Linked DNA regions of Mus musculus: regions 1, 2, 4 and 5 are each linked to region 3. The links are chromatin contacts, called in public ChIA-PET, HiChIP or PLAC-seq, Micro-C and capture Hi-C maps. All regions are on one chromosome and are shown on one strand. Each heading gives the region's core, a stretch centred on a gene start, on an enhancer-like site or on the middle of the called end of the contact. The rest is flanking DNA. Distances are from core to core; before and after follow the strand shown.

Region 1 (2,700 bases), core at 18-2,517, 710 kb after region 3:
GACCAGCAGTCCCTCCTCGTCCTCGTGATGGGCCTGAGACCAGCAGTGTGTCGTGTCTTCCCCGCCCCCGCCCCAGCCTCACAATGCAATGCGCAGTGTCAGGCCTGAGACTGAGACCAGCAGTCCCATCCCACCCCACCTTCCCATCCCCCACAGCCAGCTTCGTGATGAGCACTGTCAGGCCTGCCCGTACCCAGCAAGGATCAGATTCAGAAGCTAATGGCCCCCTTCTGGTTCCCTAACCTACTTCTGGTTCTTCCGCCCACACTTCCCCTCTGGAAGTTTCATTTGCCGCATGGCCACCTTTGACTCTTCCCTTATGTCCCTCGTTCAGCCTCTGCACGAGCCTGGGATTCCCAGGCTCACTGGGATACTGGAGGTCTGGGGTCAAACTGGAAGGAAATTCACAACAAGGAACCTGAGAGTTGTGCTGAAGAAGAGGCACTGGGGGGGGGGGGGGGGCGGTGCTGAGAGCCACCATCCTCAAACTGGCTACAGCCTGGGAACCTTGGGAAACTGAGTCCTACCCTGAAGCCAGGAGCAAAAGGCCAGAGCCCCCTGGGAATGAGTTCCAAACCCCACAAACTGAGCAAGAGAAAAGAGAGTTGGGCTGGGGTGGGGAGCCTGGGCCCCAGCCAGCTCCTCCTACTCAGACTGGGTGACTATAGGCCAGCACGCTCTCTCTTTGACTCTGATGCAACTCTACAGGGAGAAGCTAGACCCTGTGTCCAGCCAAGTACACATAGACCTGAAACTGCCTCTGGTGACCGGTCCCAGGTGGGTTCCTTCCCTGCCCCAAACAGCAGTTTCTTCATGGTGGGGAACTCGGCTTTCTCTCATGCGGTAAAGCTCTGAGTGGCTCTGGTCTGAAAACTGCTCATCTGGCTGTGGGGGAGGTAGTCAGAGCTTTCCTGTGGGGACGGGTCTCACAGATCCTCAGTAAAATGATGCAATGGCCTCAGCAACGTGGCTGGATGTGGGGCTCCCCTTTGGCAGATCCCCCTGACTGTGAGCTCCCAGCTGAGATGTGCCTCTGGGTTTCTATTCAAGGAACCTCTCCACCTTCCTCTCTGAGGTCCACTACCCGGACATGTGAACAGGTAGAAGATTCTAATAGCTCAGGGACCCCACAGGCCAAAGATTAGATGCACTCACCCGCTGCTTCTTTTCAAATCAGGAAATGGAGCCCACTAGCTTAGAGGGTGACCAGGTTCCCAACGCAGACAGGTTCCGGAGGTGGAAGGCAGGGCTTCTGTTCACTTCCTCTGCCACCCCGGTGGCTGCAGACAGCTTCCTCCTCTAAGTTGCTGATGAGCGAGGTACCCTAAATCCACTGAAAGACTGCCAGAACCCCTGCCCCTAGTCTTCCAAGACTCCATGGCATCACGGGGTCTCTCATACTTCCCTCCCTGCCCCCGCCTCTCCATCAATCCAGACAATCACTGTCTGAAACATAACAGCAAGGATAGGACCCCAACAGCAAACTGTGTTCTCCACTGCCTTTTTCTCATGGTGCCCAGCCTGCACCTCTGCCTCCCTCTGAGCGGCCCTCCAACCAAGCTTGCTTGCTCCAACCAAGCTTGCTTGCTTTCTCACTTGCTGATGGACTAACTTCAAGACAGTCTCATGTAGCTCAGACTGACCTCAAAGTCACCAAGCTGAGGTGGTCCTTCAACTCCTGATTCTCCTGCCTCCATCTCTTACATATCTGAGTTACAGGCAGGAGCCACTACACCCAGCCAAAGGCTCCTAAATAAAGCCAGTCTCCAGGTCTCAGCCCGAGTCTCTGCACCCACAAGCTACTTTCCCCAGCTTCCCCAGCCCTCCCATCCTCTCCCTATAAACCGCACAACACCTGCCTGTTCTCTGCCAGTGCCTCAGGCTTTTACTTTGATGTCACAATGCCTGTCCCCATGTCTTGTAAGCTCTGCTCAACTCTTCACATGGCTCACAACTCCTTCTTGGCATGAGCTTTGGTACCTCCTCCTATAGGAAGTCTTCCACAACATCCTTTTCTTTTACAATGGTCTTGGGCTTGCAGCCATGCTAAAACTATCCTTTTTTTTCCTTTTCTTCGAGACAGGGTTTCTCTGTGTAGCCCTGGCTGTCCTGGAACTCACTTTGTAGACCAGGCTAGCCTCGAACTCAGAAATCTGCCTGCCTCTGCCTCCCGAGTGCTGGGATTAAAGGCGTGCGCCATCACACCCGGTGTGCAGCCATGCTAGATCAGCTGATGACATGGGCTGGTGCCTGATAGCTGTCTCACCATCAAACCAGGAGCTCTACAGGTTGGAACCCATCTTTCCCACTCACTACTAAAAGTCAGTGCCTACAATAGCACCAGGCACAAAATGGGATCAATGAGCATATTTTGATGGCTGTTATTGCTTAAAGGACTGTGTTGGTCCTATGACAAAATGCCTGATGGAGGCTGGAAATAGAGCTCAATTGATAGAGTGTCTGTCTAGCATGCAGGAAGCCCCGAGTTCAATCCCCGGCACCTCATAAACTAGGCATGGGAGAGGACATGTGTGATCCAGCTCTCAGAAGCTGGAGGCAGGAGGATCAGAAGTTCAAGGCCGGCCTAGACTTCAAGAGTACATGAGACACTCTCTTTAAAAAAGAAAAAGAAAATCCCCCTGGCATTGGGCAAAGAGACACCTTGTTGTTGGTGCTGTTCTTATATCAGTCAGGGGCAGA
Region 2 (2,700 bases), core at 180-2,679, 810 kb after region 3:
AACTCCTGAAAAGAAAATAGATTTCTAGGCAGGATGGCAACGTCGGCACTGAGAAACCAAAGACAACAGTGGGTGACCAAGGGAGACAAGGACTTCGGTCTCATTTAGGATACTGATGGAGATGCAGGCCAACCTGAAGGGTCTGGAATGGAAGACTTGAGAGGGGAAGAGCCCATTTGATTAGCAATAAACCCTAGGAAGAAGACCAGGCCTGCCTGCCCCCTGGACAATCTAGGTTGGTAAAGGGCATTCTGGGGTTGAAGGCCTGGGAAGGCAAGTCTGGGCAGAATGTGGGACCCACAGTGTCTTCACCGGTTCTATCAAAGAAGTTCAGCATTTCCCCACATGCCCTGCCTTTCAAGACACCTTGAAAGGCCAGAATGAGTCTGCCCATAATTTAGGACCTGGAGGTCCCTTTATGAGTAAATACCTCACGCCGGTCCTTTGGGCCCACAGGGTGATTATCAGTCACCTCTTAGGCAGGGCTTGCCCTGGAGGCCCAGGCTTTCTGGGAGTCAGTGTGGCTCCAGTGGCTGGAGGAGACCCTCAGCACACCCTAACTTGGGGGTCCCCAGGAAGTGTTGTCTCTGAAGCTTCTTTCTACCTGTCCTTTCTCAGAAAGCCCCTCCCATTCCTCGTGAGCTGCCGGAATCTCAGCCCAAGGGCAAGAGCCTCCAGGACAAAACAATAGAAAATTCAGGAATGTTTCTGCGAGGGGAGGGGAGGGAACTGCGGTACCTTAGGGCTCTGGCCAGAGGCGGAGAAGTTACATCCCTTGCAGTTTTGTTTTTTAAAAGTTTTGAAAGTAAAAAGTCGTTTTAAAATTACTTTCCTGCGCAGGGGGCATGACCTCCCCCCCCGCCCCTCCCCCCCGCCCCCTGCCCTTGCACTGGTTCCAGGCTTCCCCAGGCTCCTGGCCTGTGTGTCCTGTGCCCTTTCATTGACTCCCAGCTTAGGGACGGAGCCATGCTTGCAGGCATCACGCAAACAGTAGCCGGTCCTCTCTACCAGCATGTGTCCAATCACTGTGACGAGAGTGTCACACGACAAGGATGAGCACAGGAACAGTAGCTTGCTAGGCCTGTGTCCAGAGCAGAACGCACGTCCTATGCACTGGGCCAGCACTGCAAATGTCTTACGGACAGGGACCGGCCTGTCCCAAAGGTCGCGTAGCCTGAGCGCGACAGGAGGGCTCATTGGCGCCGCCGAGGCGGGCAGGGAGCGGACACACGGGGGACACCGCTGGCACCCGGCTGGCGCCAAAGGGACGCAGGGGCACACTCACCCTCCCTGGTCTTCTTCTTCCTTGCCAGTGTGCCGCCCAACTTGCCCAAGAAAGACTCGTCCTTCTTCATCTTGGGGGCCCGCGGGGTGGGCGACCGTGGTGGCGCGGAGGACATAAGCGAGTGCGCGCCACCCACCGCCGGCCGGGGAGTGGCCAGGAGGGCGCGGCCCCGGCTTCCCCGCCCCTGCCTACTGACCCCGAGGTCCCGGTGCTGCAGCTGAGCTCCCCCGCCCGCAATACAGCAGGACCCTGCGCGTAGTGCCAGGCACGACCGGCCCCCTTTTGTGCAGCCTCACCGTGCTGGAAGCCCAGAATCAATTAGTCCCACAAACATGTACGGTCAGATGTTGAGTCTCTGCCAGAATCCTGGCGCAGGACTAGGGCATCCCTTGAGTCGATGCTTTGGGTGTAGTGGGTGCCTTTGTGGGACAGTAGCCTCATACACAGTGACCCTTCCCCCAAGGCAAGCCCAGCCAAAGAGTTCCATGGGAGCCACGGGCTGGAAGAATCCGGGCAGCATGGGCACCCGGAGGAAGAGCGCAGGCCCCAGGGAAGGATGCTAGGCTAACAGCCATGACCAGGTTTGTGTTGCACAAAATTGATTGTTGCTGATTTGGGAACAGTAGATGATGAACAAGGATGGGACCAGGCAGGGAGGTTTACTAGGAGCGAAATGAACGTGTTTCTAGAGACGCTGCGGGGTAGAGGCAGCATGAGAACTGAGGCGTAGGCAGAGGGAAAACCAAATGGCCTGTGGCTCCAGCAGAAGGGTGGTTGCGTGGCTCAGCAGAGATAGGAGCTATCAGGGCCGGGGCGCAGGCAGCACCTAATCTGCTGGGAGGGGGGTGTGTGTGAGGGGGAGGTGTTTCTTCCTTCTCCCTTTGTACTGGCTCAGAGCCTCGCTCCTTCTGGCGAGCGGTTTCAGTTCAGTGCAGGAAATATTGACGCTGGCAGAAGGGGTGTAGCCAAGCTGGCTGTTCAGCTAGGATGTGCCTGGGCTCTCCTTGGGATTTGTCATGGAGAATGGGGTGCCCAGTATCTAAAGAGTTACAAGCCAAGGGTGGGATGGGCACAGTGGGGATCCCCTTAGGAGGAGAAGGATCAGAGAGGGCCAGGATTTGGGAAGAAATAGGGAAGAGAGAGTTGCTAGGGAAGGATGGTTTCCAAAGACCAAGATAAAAGTGTTGCCTCCCTCCACTATGATAGGAAGAAAACTCACAGACCTGGGCCAGGCATCTCTCACCCTGGCCCAGTTCCTGGCTGCTCTTATCTCTACTAAAGCACACCCCTCTTTGGCAGCACGGGACATTTACTTGGCTTTCCCAGGCTGACTTCCCTCTCATAACTGTCAGGGAGCCTGAGACCCCAGGATCCCGGAAATCTCAGAAATACAAACTCCCTGCATCCCACGTGAC
Region 3 (2,700 bases), core at 41-2,540:
CTCCCAACCCTTACCAGCTGGAGCTGTGTCATCTGCCTCCAGCACCCAGCACTGGGCCGCAGAGGGTATCCACTCCCTCTTTAAAAATGCCTGGCCCTTGCCTTTCACAATCATCAGGCCATGTTCTTTCTTGGGGCTTTACCTCAGGGTACCAGACTGCCGGTGTAGCAAGCAAGTCAAGGACTGTTTATCAATGACAATAGCCCGAGGAAAGGATAATCCTTGTTCTAGAGATTTCCAGGACTGAAAATGATAAGATGTGTACCATTTGGCCCCAAACCTCCACCTCAGGGAAGACAGCCACCCTTAAATCAGGATCCCAGAAAGATGGACCTTTAGTTTACCTTCGTCCCATCAATTAGACCACTGTAATCAAGCTTTACTTTCCTGGACTGGTTTTGGTGGGCTGTGTGTGGTAACAGAAACTACCACACATTGAGGGCACAATCTAAAAGAGCTTTGACTGCCCAACTCCCGTTACTCCCAGCGCTGCCATTCTCCACAATGAGTCGGTCCCACACCAGCCTCCACTGCACGGTGAAAACAAACGCACATGCGAAGCCCCACATCCCACCTCCTCTTTGGTTATGCGTGGTCCTCTGTTGACCTATCAGATGGTGCTACTTTTATCCCTATTTACAATTCACAAACCTCAAGAACACTCTAGTAGAAGCTGAAAAGCTCTGTGGACCTCAAGATAGAGAGCAGGAGGCAGGAGATCCTAGGAAGGAAGGTCTCTAGGGATAGGTGGGTCTGAAGGCCTCTCCACCCAAGAAAGGATGGGAGTCTATGGGCCTGGAGACCCGAAGCTTTGGAGTTGGACCAGAGGGGATCTGTTGGACTTCTGGAGAAGATATAACGGTCTCGGGCCCTGAAGCCGCCGAGGTCTGTGTGCTGAGTCTGAGGGAAATCTGGAGGATGGTGAGGTTTTCTAGGTGTGGAAGGTAATCAGGTCCACAGGTGGCCGCGGACCCAGGCAGCCCAGGGGATGTCGGAGGCAGGGTCCCCAGCGCATCAGAGGGCACTAGGGTCCTGGGCACCCTAGGCGGGTTTTGAGGGCTGGGGAGACGCGAGGCGCTGGCACCCAGCCCCGACCCGCCGCCTCACCTGCCGTGCCACGGAGACACCAGTGTCGCTCGCGCTCTCGCCGCCTCCCACCCGGGTCGCGCCCCTTCGGCTGGGTGGAGCCGCCGGGCGCTGCGCCGGATGGCGCTGCGCGTGCACCACGCCGAGCCTGCCCAGCCGAATCCGCAGCGCTCTCTCAAGGCCTTCCCCCCGCGCGCGCGCACTGCCCGCGCGAACGTTCCGCCCTGAAATCAACGGCCCCGCGGCAACGGGAAGCCCCGCCCGAAGGGGCGTGGCCACGACGCGTCCCGCCCCCAAGAGAAGCTACGATTGGACCCACGGACTGTGCTGTCGTGTCCACGATGAGCCTGGTCTTAAGAGACTGAATGTCTCGCGGCCAGTCTTCCCAGCGCTGTTTTGTCTTCAGTTTCCCCATCTGCACGCCTGGACAGCCCCGCGGAAACGCAGAAGGCGTTGAGCTCGGCCGGAACCACCCTTGGGCAACCACTTCCAGCCGGGCTCACTCCATCTACCTCAAGCCACAGGCTGTACAGCCTGTGCCCTTCCCCAGCCTAGCATGCTTCACGTCCTCCCCGCAGTGACCGACTCCCTTACCACGTGTCAGAGTAGGCGTCTGGCCCTTCCGATGTGCCTCTTGGACACGTCTAGCTTGGGCTTAGATCCAGGGACTAATGAGCATATGTACCCAGGTTCAGCACCTGTTAATCGGGTGAACTCAGTGCCCACCCCGAACGTTCGAGAGTACACGTGGGTGGGCTCTGCGCTGGAGCACTCAGCATGAGGACCTTTAAAAGTCAATGACACCTCTCCTTTCTCTAAATAAGGCTGGGATGGATCAAAGCCTATTTCCTCTTCCTCATCTTCCCAGGTCGGCCTGCCCAGGCAAGTTATTTGGACTTCCTCTACCTCTGGCTCCTTTTTTTCTACATGGGTTTGCTGTAAGCATCCCTTCAGCCCCATAAGAAAAATGCATGTGTAATAAAACCTGGGTTTTTGTTCTTTTCTTTTTGAGACAGGGTTTTATGTGGCTTTGGCTGTCCTAGAACTAGCGCTGTAGAACAGGCTGGCCTCAAGCTCACAGAGTTCCACCTACTCTGTGGGTGTAAGGTATACAAAATCACTACCTGGCCAGCTTGAAATTTGTGGCACCAGAGCCCAGAACAGTGGTTTGAACACCTGAGTCTGGGTACCTACTAAGTAGCTGGCCTTTGAGAAAATGTTTTTTTCAGTCCTCAGGACATCTCCCATGAGGATGGCACCCCATTTACTGCAATTAACAGCAGGAGAGGAGGAAGCCCAGAGAAGTTGTATTGGCAATACCAACCATGCATTGGCTTCAAAGGTCTGGGCTTCCCACTACTAGACTGAACAATTTACATGTGATGCAATTTAGTTCACAAGCTCCTGCTTCCATAAAGGGTCCTAAGACTTGAACCTGTGACACTGGAGAAGTTCCCGGGTTACAGGAAGGAAGTTGTTCAAGGAGACTGTAGGCTAGGAGCTGAGGAGTTAGAACCCACAGCACACCACCCACACACTGGATGCCCTCCAAGATCCAGTGTGGCAGAGCCTCAGTAATCCCAACTCTCCATCTAAGGTCAACACAGATCGGAA
Region 4 (2,700 bases), core at 120-2,619, 530 kb before region 3:
GAAAGATAGGAGCAAGTGGGGCCCAAGCTGGAGGGGAGGGACTGCCAACCATGGGCAGACTCTGTCCCCCACTACTGACAGATGGGTAGACTAAGGCCCAGATGGGTCAGAAAGAGTCAGAGACTTAGCAGAACTGGAACCTAGTTTCCACAGCCACGAAGACCCTCTTTGGGGGAGGGGGGTCTAGCCACAGGTACCCTGACTTTCGTCTCAGCCCCCTTGATATTCAAATGGGAAACTGAGGCCCAAGCAGGCCAGGGAGGGGTTTTGGAGGTGTATGAATTCCCAAGAAGAGGCCTAGAGTTGCCCACCCTCAGCCATCTGCAACCCCTGACTGCCTCCTTCTGGGTCTCTCTCTCAGTCTGTTTTCCCCTCTGTACATTTAGGCTTCAAGGTCCAACCCCAGAAACTGCTATAGGGATGAGTAGAACAAGCAGGAAGCTGAACTAAGTGTATGCTCTTTCAGCACTGTGGCGATGGGTGTAGACCATGTGCCAGGGCACGCTAAAGGGCTAGTTGGATGGCCAGGCTGGACCTGCCCCCTCTGCTACTCCCTCCAGGGCCTCACCTGGGTCCAGGTACTCACTATTGGGGTGGTGCTGCAGTGCCAGCACTTTGAGGTAGAAGCAGGAGGATCGGAAGCTCATGGTTATTCTTGACTTCTTAGTGCTTTTGAGGTTAGCCTGGGCTACATGAGACCCTGAAAGAAAGAAAAGGCAAAGAAGAGAGTAGAGGAGGGGAGAAGGGAAGGAGGGAAGGGAGAAGGGCCAAGGAACAAAACACAGCTTGGAGCTACATGCTCTGCCCAGGTTTCTGAGCTGGGGTTACCAGCCAGCAGAGGAAGACTGAAGGAGGACCAGAGGGAAGACAGGTAGCCTGAGGGCAGGGGCCTTGGCACCTGCTGTGTTCCGCCCTGACCAGTTCTGTTCCACAGACCTGCCAAAGGGACCTGCTGTGCTCAGTTCTGGCCTAGGTGAGCTCTCCTTGGTCAGTCTAATCAAATTCAGATTGTAGCTAATGTCTCTGTGTGTGTGTGGGTGTGTGAGTGGGTGGGAACTCTGATCTGGGGGCTCAGGCCAATCTGCACTGCGGAGACATTCCCAACCCCACTTACCTGGCAAGAACATCGAGGTTCCTCTAGTGCTGGCTCCCAACCAACCGCCCACCCCCACCCTAAGAGTGATCCAGAGCCTGGGAAGAGCGCCTGGGCCCCTCAGTGCCTGGAAAAGTCCCGGACACACCTGCCCACCGGAGGGAGAGCTCAGCCCACCCTCCGGGGGATTTGCTGGGTTACTTCCTGGATGAGTGGACCCAGGCCCGCCTTCCTGGCCGATCATAGATAATTAGAACATTCTTCAAATATTTTACCGGAGGATGCCCAAGAAGGAAGAATTACAAAGCACCCTGGGCCAGGAGTGTGGGCTGGAGTTGCTGGGCAGCTGGGTAGCTGTCTGGGCCAAGGCTGGGGGGCCCAGAGGGAAGCTTAGAGTAGCCTGACCCTACTTTCCAGAATGGGAACTGGGACAGGAGACCTAGTGACCTTGGTTACATTGCAATGGTGGGAAATCCTTGCCCTGGGGAGTCAGCATCAGGCAAAAAGGCAGAGCCTTTGGAGAGGACAGGGGTCCCACACTGAAGTCCAAGGGCTCCGAGCTGGCTGAGAGGTCGATACCTGTGAGGAGATGTGTCTGTCTGCAGAGGGAGCAGATCTGAAAGTCCAGCACAGCAGGAGCGAGAAGAGCGAGGCCTAATCCGGGGTAGGTAGAATGCAGCAAAGAAAGATGTTCAAGAGGCTTCAGCTGCAGCTGGGAGGGCTGGGAAAGGCCCTGGGGTGGGACAGGGCCAGTGCAGTGTAGACTGAGCTCTGGGCTAGGCCAGGCAGGAGCTGGAGCAGTTTAAGGGTGGTGGCACCAGAGGGCTAAGGGGCCTGCCCCAGGGAAGGTTTTTTTGTTTTTTGTTTTGTTTTGTTTTGTTTTGTTTTTTAAAGGTCCTGCTTTCCAGAGAGGATGCTTCATGTTTTTCTCCAGGTCCGGATGGTCTCAGTTCCAGTTCTAAACTGTCTTTGGGTCCCGTGCTTGTCTTTGCATTCTGTGACTCTCCACACATGTGTTTGTTCCAGCCCAGCAGCCTGGGGGCAGCCTGGTCCCGTGCGGAAAGGGCTCCGCCCAGAGAAAAGCCAGGCAGAGGTCACTGCTCTTAGGGGCCTGTTTGCTCTGTGGGTAGAGATTTAAAGGGAAGAGCAGGGGGTGCAGAGGCTTGGTTTTGTGATCACCTTAGGGCATATCCGTGGATTTCGAGGTGGCTGGAGGCTTCCTCTGGGTGGGAGAGGCTACTCTGTTGGTCGCCTCTGTGTCGAGCAATGACACCATTTCTCTTTGGCCATTTAAATGGGAAAGGACAAGGTAAGTGACATGGCTTTCACTGACTTGTCTCCCAGGATGAAGAGAGGGAACCCCATGACTCCCCTGGAGCCATCTGCCTTCCAGACTGAGGCTACCCCATGTTTCACTCAGCTGGTCATGTGAGCCAGGAGCCTGGGCACTCTTCTGTGTTTCAATGTGTCTGAGCGTCCTGACTAGAAGCCTTCATTTGTTAACCCACTGAGGGGTTAACAGTCCCTGATTCTCTGCCTGTCTGCCAGCCCAGGGCAGCCAAGCCTCTCTGGGGAAAAGAATATCATTTGTTTTTTGTCTTGTTTTG
Region 5 (2,700 bases), core at 37-2,536, 770 kb before region 3:
GCTATGTCCCTATGAGTTGCTAGCTAAGAAAACCCTTTAAGTCCCAGAAACTAGAAAGGCAATTTCCACTATTGTTGTCTGCATGCCAAAATTAAATGAAAATACTTATATATTGCAGGATATGGAGAAGTCAGGCTAAAACTGCTGAGGGAGTCCAGGCTGCTGAGGGAGAATTATTGCCAAGGATCCTACTTAGTTATGGATTCTATTATGTCACTGTGCCAGGCAAAGTATGTCTCCTGGTGCAATAGTGGTAAGCCAGTACTGATGTTGACAACACTTTCTGGTTGGATTTGAGGCTTCACAGGAGGGAACCTATGTTTGGCCTTATAAACCTGTGCAAAAACTTGTGGCTGGTGGTCATAGGCTCCAGTGGGGACAGTACTGTAATTGTTTTGTTAAATGAACAGACATTCCTTCTAAATACTTGTATTTCTTACCCATAGATTACTGCTGCTATCTGCCTCAGGTGTGGAGGAAATTTCATCTTGACAAACTGTGGTAGTTACTGAGGAGACTCAAAACCAGTTAAATAACTGTGAACCAATGCCTACCCCCATGGCATAGTGGTCCAATGCCCAGCCAGAATGTAAGAAAAGAATTAGATTTCTATGTAACTCCTTCCAAGGTTCAGGGAACATTAGCCAGGAGGGGTAAATAAGAGTCACAAGAAGAAGTTAAGTGTTATATAGGCTTTTCTTGTAGATGGAAACATTCCCTCCTGGAGGCAGATCAGGACGTACAAGAATCAGAAAGCTCACTAAACTTAACTAAGTTAAGAATATCCATAAAGCCCCTTTCCCAAAACCGTGAGCAACTGCTGCAGGAGATAGGTGGAACTACTTCCAAATCGTGCAAAGTCCCAGAGACAGCTCGTAGGCCATCACTCCCACTGGGTAGACTTTTCAACGTTGCAGTTGCCTGAGTCCCTTCTCCCAGAAAATAACCCCAGTACATTCATTGGTGCACCAGGCAAGATTTAGGTAGAATATGTTTTTTTTTTCTGAAGCCCAGAGAGCTCTCCAGCCGCGACCCACAATCACTATAAGCTAGCAGCGGAAACGGAAGCGACAGTAAAGCTCTACCCCGGCAAGGACGCTCTTTTGGCTTTTCTTGCTTAAGGAGGCTGGGACAGAGTGGAGTTGCTTAGGCGCCATGAGGCAAACCGGGGGAAACCGGTAGTGTGGCGGAGCTTCAGCGGGTGATGAGATTGGGCTGCACAAATGCCATGGATCGAGGGCGGAGCCTCAGAGGAGCTAGGGCGGAGCCGCGCAGGCGCAGTGAGGCGGAACTAGTACTGTGGGCGGGCCACGCAGGCGCTCTGGGGGTCCCGGAGGGGAGGTGGTGAGTTTGCGGGGCAGTGTGCTGCAGGAACGCGCGTGGCTAGCTGGAAATGTCCCCTCTGTGTTCCGGCTCGCTGGATCTGTCCTCGGTGCCTCTGGAAGCCGAGGGGTGGGGGTGGGGGAGGCGTTAGACACCCAGCACGGGGAGGGCTGTGCGCGGGTGGCTCGGACCGTGGTGTATATGGTCGCCAGGCGGAGCCCTGTTGACCTGGGGAGACTCAGAGCGGGAGGAGGAGGCTCTGGCGGAGTCCCACTATCCTGGGACTGTCTCCTGACTGTCACCTGCTGCAAGGGCAGCGCGCCCAGCAGCCTCGGCGAGGGCCTGTGACGTGCGAATTAAGATACCACTAGCTAGGTTCGCGCACACCCAAAATAGAATTTCCGTTTTAGACGTCAGTCGGGACATCTGTCAGTTTCCAAGGCGCACATATGCTCCTTTCTGGCTCCAAAGCTCGGTTCTGTAGGACGCAAAGGGTTAGAGGCGGGCGCGCAGCTGGGGCTGGAGCTGGGGATGGGAACTTTGAAAGGCTAGTAGGAATTCCGATACAGCTCGATACAAATCCAAGAATCGCGTTTTCTCGAACTCATCAGACAGCTGCTGTTGCCATCAGACCACTGACCCAGCAATTTACGGAGAGGCGGGGCCTCCAAGGCCTTGAATATAGAAGTGCCATCAAACAGTTAAGAATGCAGCCTTATCAAGTGGACTAGGATACACCTCCCCACCCCAACCTCCTGGTGAGCCAATAGAAACACCCACCGTGGGCTTTTTTCCAGCATGCCCTGGGTGCTGATGGGTAAGACGAAGGACAGAACTGAAGTCTTTATAACTTTCCTGTAAACTGACCTGGGAAAGGCTGTGATTGCTGTATAAATTCATCTGCCTGGATCTTTCAAGGGGACCAAAGTTTCAGACTAACTTTGGTAGGGCAGGAAAGTATGCTCTATGGCAAGAGCAGATTCTTGCGTCCAGTGAAGGGAGGCGGCAGGAGGCACGTGAATCTGTCCTTAAATAGTATCAGAGAGGCCAGTACACCTAAGCACAAGTAAATGCGTAGCCAGTGTAGCAGAAGAACAGGAAAGGCAAACCCACTTCACTTACTGGGTTGATTCAGCACCAAGCAGCACAAGCCAAGCATACGTGTCCACAATGCTGCCTTTACCTTTACCACCTTACCAACAAACCCCAGTTTATAACTCAGATTGAGACCACAAGGAAGAGCAAAGAAACAGCTTTGCTGCCAAGGACCAAAATAGGCACAGAGCCACACACAGTGGAGATGTTAGATAGACCTATCAGATGGGGGGCGTTTAAAGCAAGCACAGTTAAGATGTTGAATGTGCTAGTGGAGAAGAT

The links. A called contact is a pair of places that touch in the nucleus more often than the background predicts. ChIA-PET counts read pairs in DNA pulled down with a chosen protein or histone mark. HiChIP or PLAC-seq counts read pairs in DNA pulled down with a chosen protein or histone mark. Capture Hi-C pulls out chosen DNA fragments and counts their contacts.
Region 1: a contact with region 3 is called in an RNA polymerase II ChIA-PET map of memory CD8 T cells, with 7 read pairs. The contact joins the promoter of Parvg here to the promoter of Fam118a in region 3.
Region 2: a contact with region 3 is called in a capture Hi-C map of macrophages, with 3 times the contacts expected there. The contact joins the promoter of Parvb here to the promoter of Fam118a in region 3. A contact is called at or near these places in 1 of 39 promoter capture datasets (pre-B cells) and 1 of 9 other capture datasets (macrophages).
Region 4: an H3K27ac HiChIP or PLAC-seq map of extraembryonic endoderm stem cells shows a contact between it and region 3, with 5 times the contacts expected there. The contact joins the enhancer-like site here to the promoter of Fam118a in region 3. A contact is called at or near these places in 7 of 39 promoter capture datasets (the 3T3-L1 cell line, embryonic stem cells, frontonasal cranial neural crest and 2 more) and 2 of 115 datasets of contacts at active chromatin or transcription factors (astrocytes and extraembryonic endoderm stem cells).
Region 5: a Micro-C map of embryonic stem cells shows a contact between it and region 3, with 6 times the contacts expected there. The contact joins the promoter of Cdpf1 here to the promoter of Fam118a in region 3. A contact is called at or near these places in 1 of 484 Hi-C or Micro-C datasets (embryonic stem cells), 1 of 115 datasets of contacts at active chromatin or transcription factors (memory CD8 T cells) and 1 of 9 other capture datasets (embryonic stem cells).

What each region holds. Positions count from the first base shown.
Region 1 is chr15:84,323,287-84,325,986 of GRCm38.p6, reverse strand. It overlaps Parvg (parvin, gamma), which reads right to left and starts at 1,267. Exons shown (of 13, transcript NM_022321.4): 1 at 1,156-1,267. Gm22890 (a small nucleolar RNA gene) reads left to right here and starts at 2,635; the gene lies at 2,635-2,700.
Region 2 is chr15:84,230,772-84,233,471 of GRCm38.p6, reverse strand. It overlaps Parvb (parvin, beta), which reads right to left and starts at 1,429. Exons shown (of 13, transcript NM_133167.3): 1 at 1,286-1,429. The coding sequence starts at 1,400.
Region 3 is chr15:85,035,652-85,038,351 of GRCm38.p6, reverse strand. It overlaps Fam118a (family with sequence similarity 118, member A), which reads right to left and starts at 1,290. Exons shown (of 9, transcript NM_133750.4): 1 at 1,108-1,290.
Region 4 is chr15:85,565,795-85,568,494 of GRCm38.p6, reverse strand. The region is part of intron 1 of Wnt7b (wingless-type MMTV integration site family, member 7B); the gene reads left to right. Among named protein-coding and RNA genes, the nearest start is that of AU022754, 14 kb to the left of the region's middle. Within about 2 kb of position 1,369, at least 27 of the 459 cell types and tissues checked have an H3K27ac peak or open chromatin away from gene starts, as enhancers often do. A contact at or near this core is called in embryonic stem cells and extraembryonic endoderm stem cells, where this site is marked.
Region 5 is chr15:85,810,283-85,812,982 of GRCm38.p6, reverse strand. Cdpf1 (cysteine rich, DPF motif domain containing 1) reads left to right here and starts at 1,286. Exons shown (of 5, transcript NM_197998.2): 1 at 1,286-1,344; 2 at 1,935-2,081.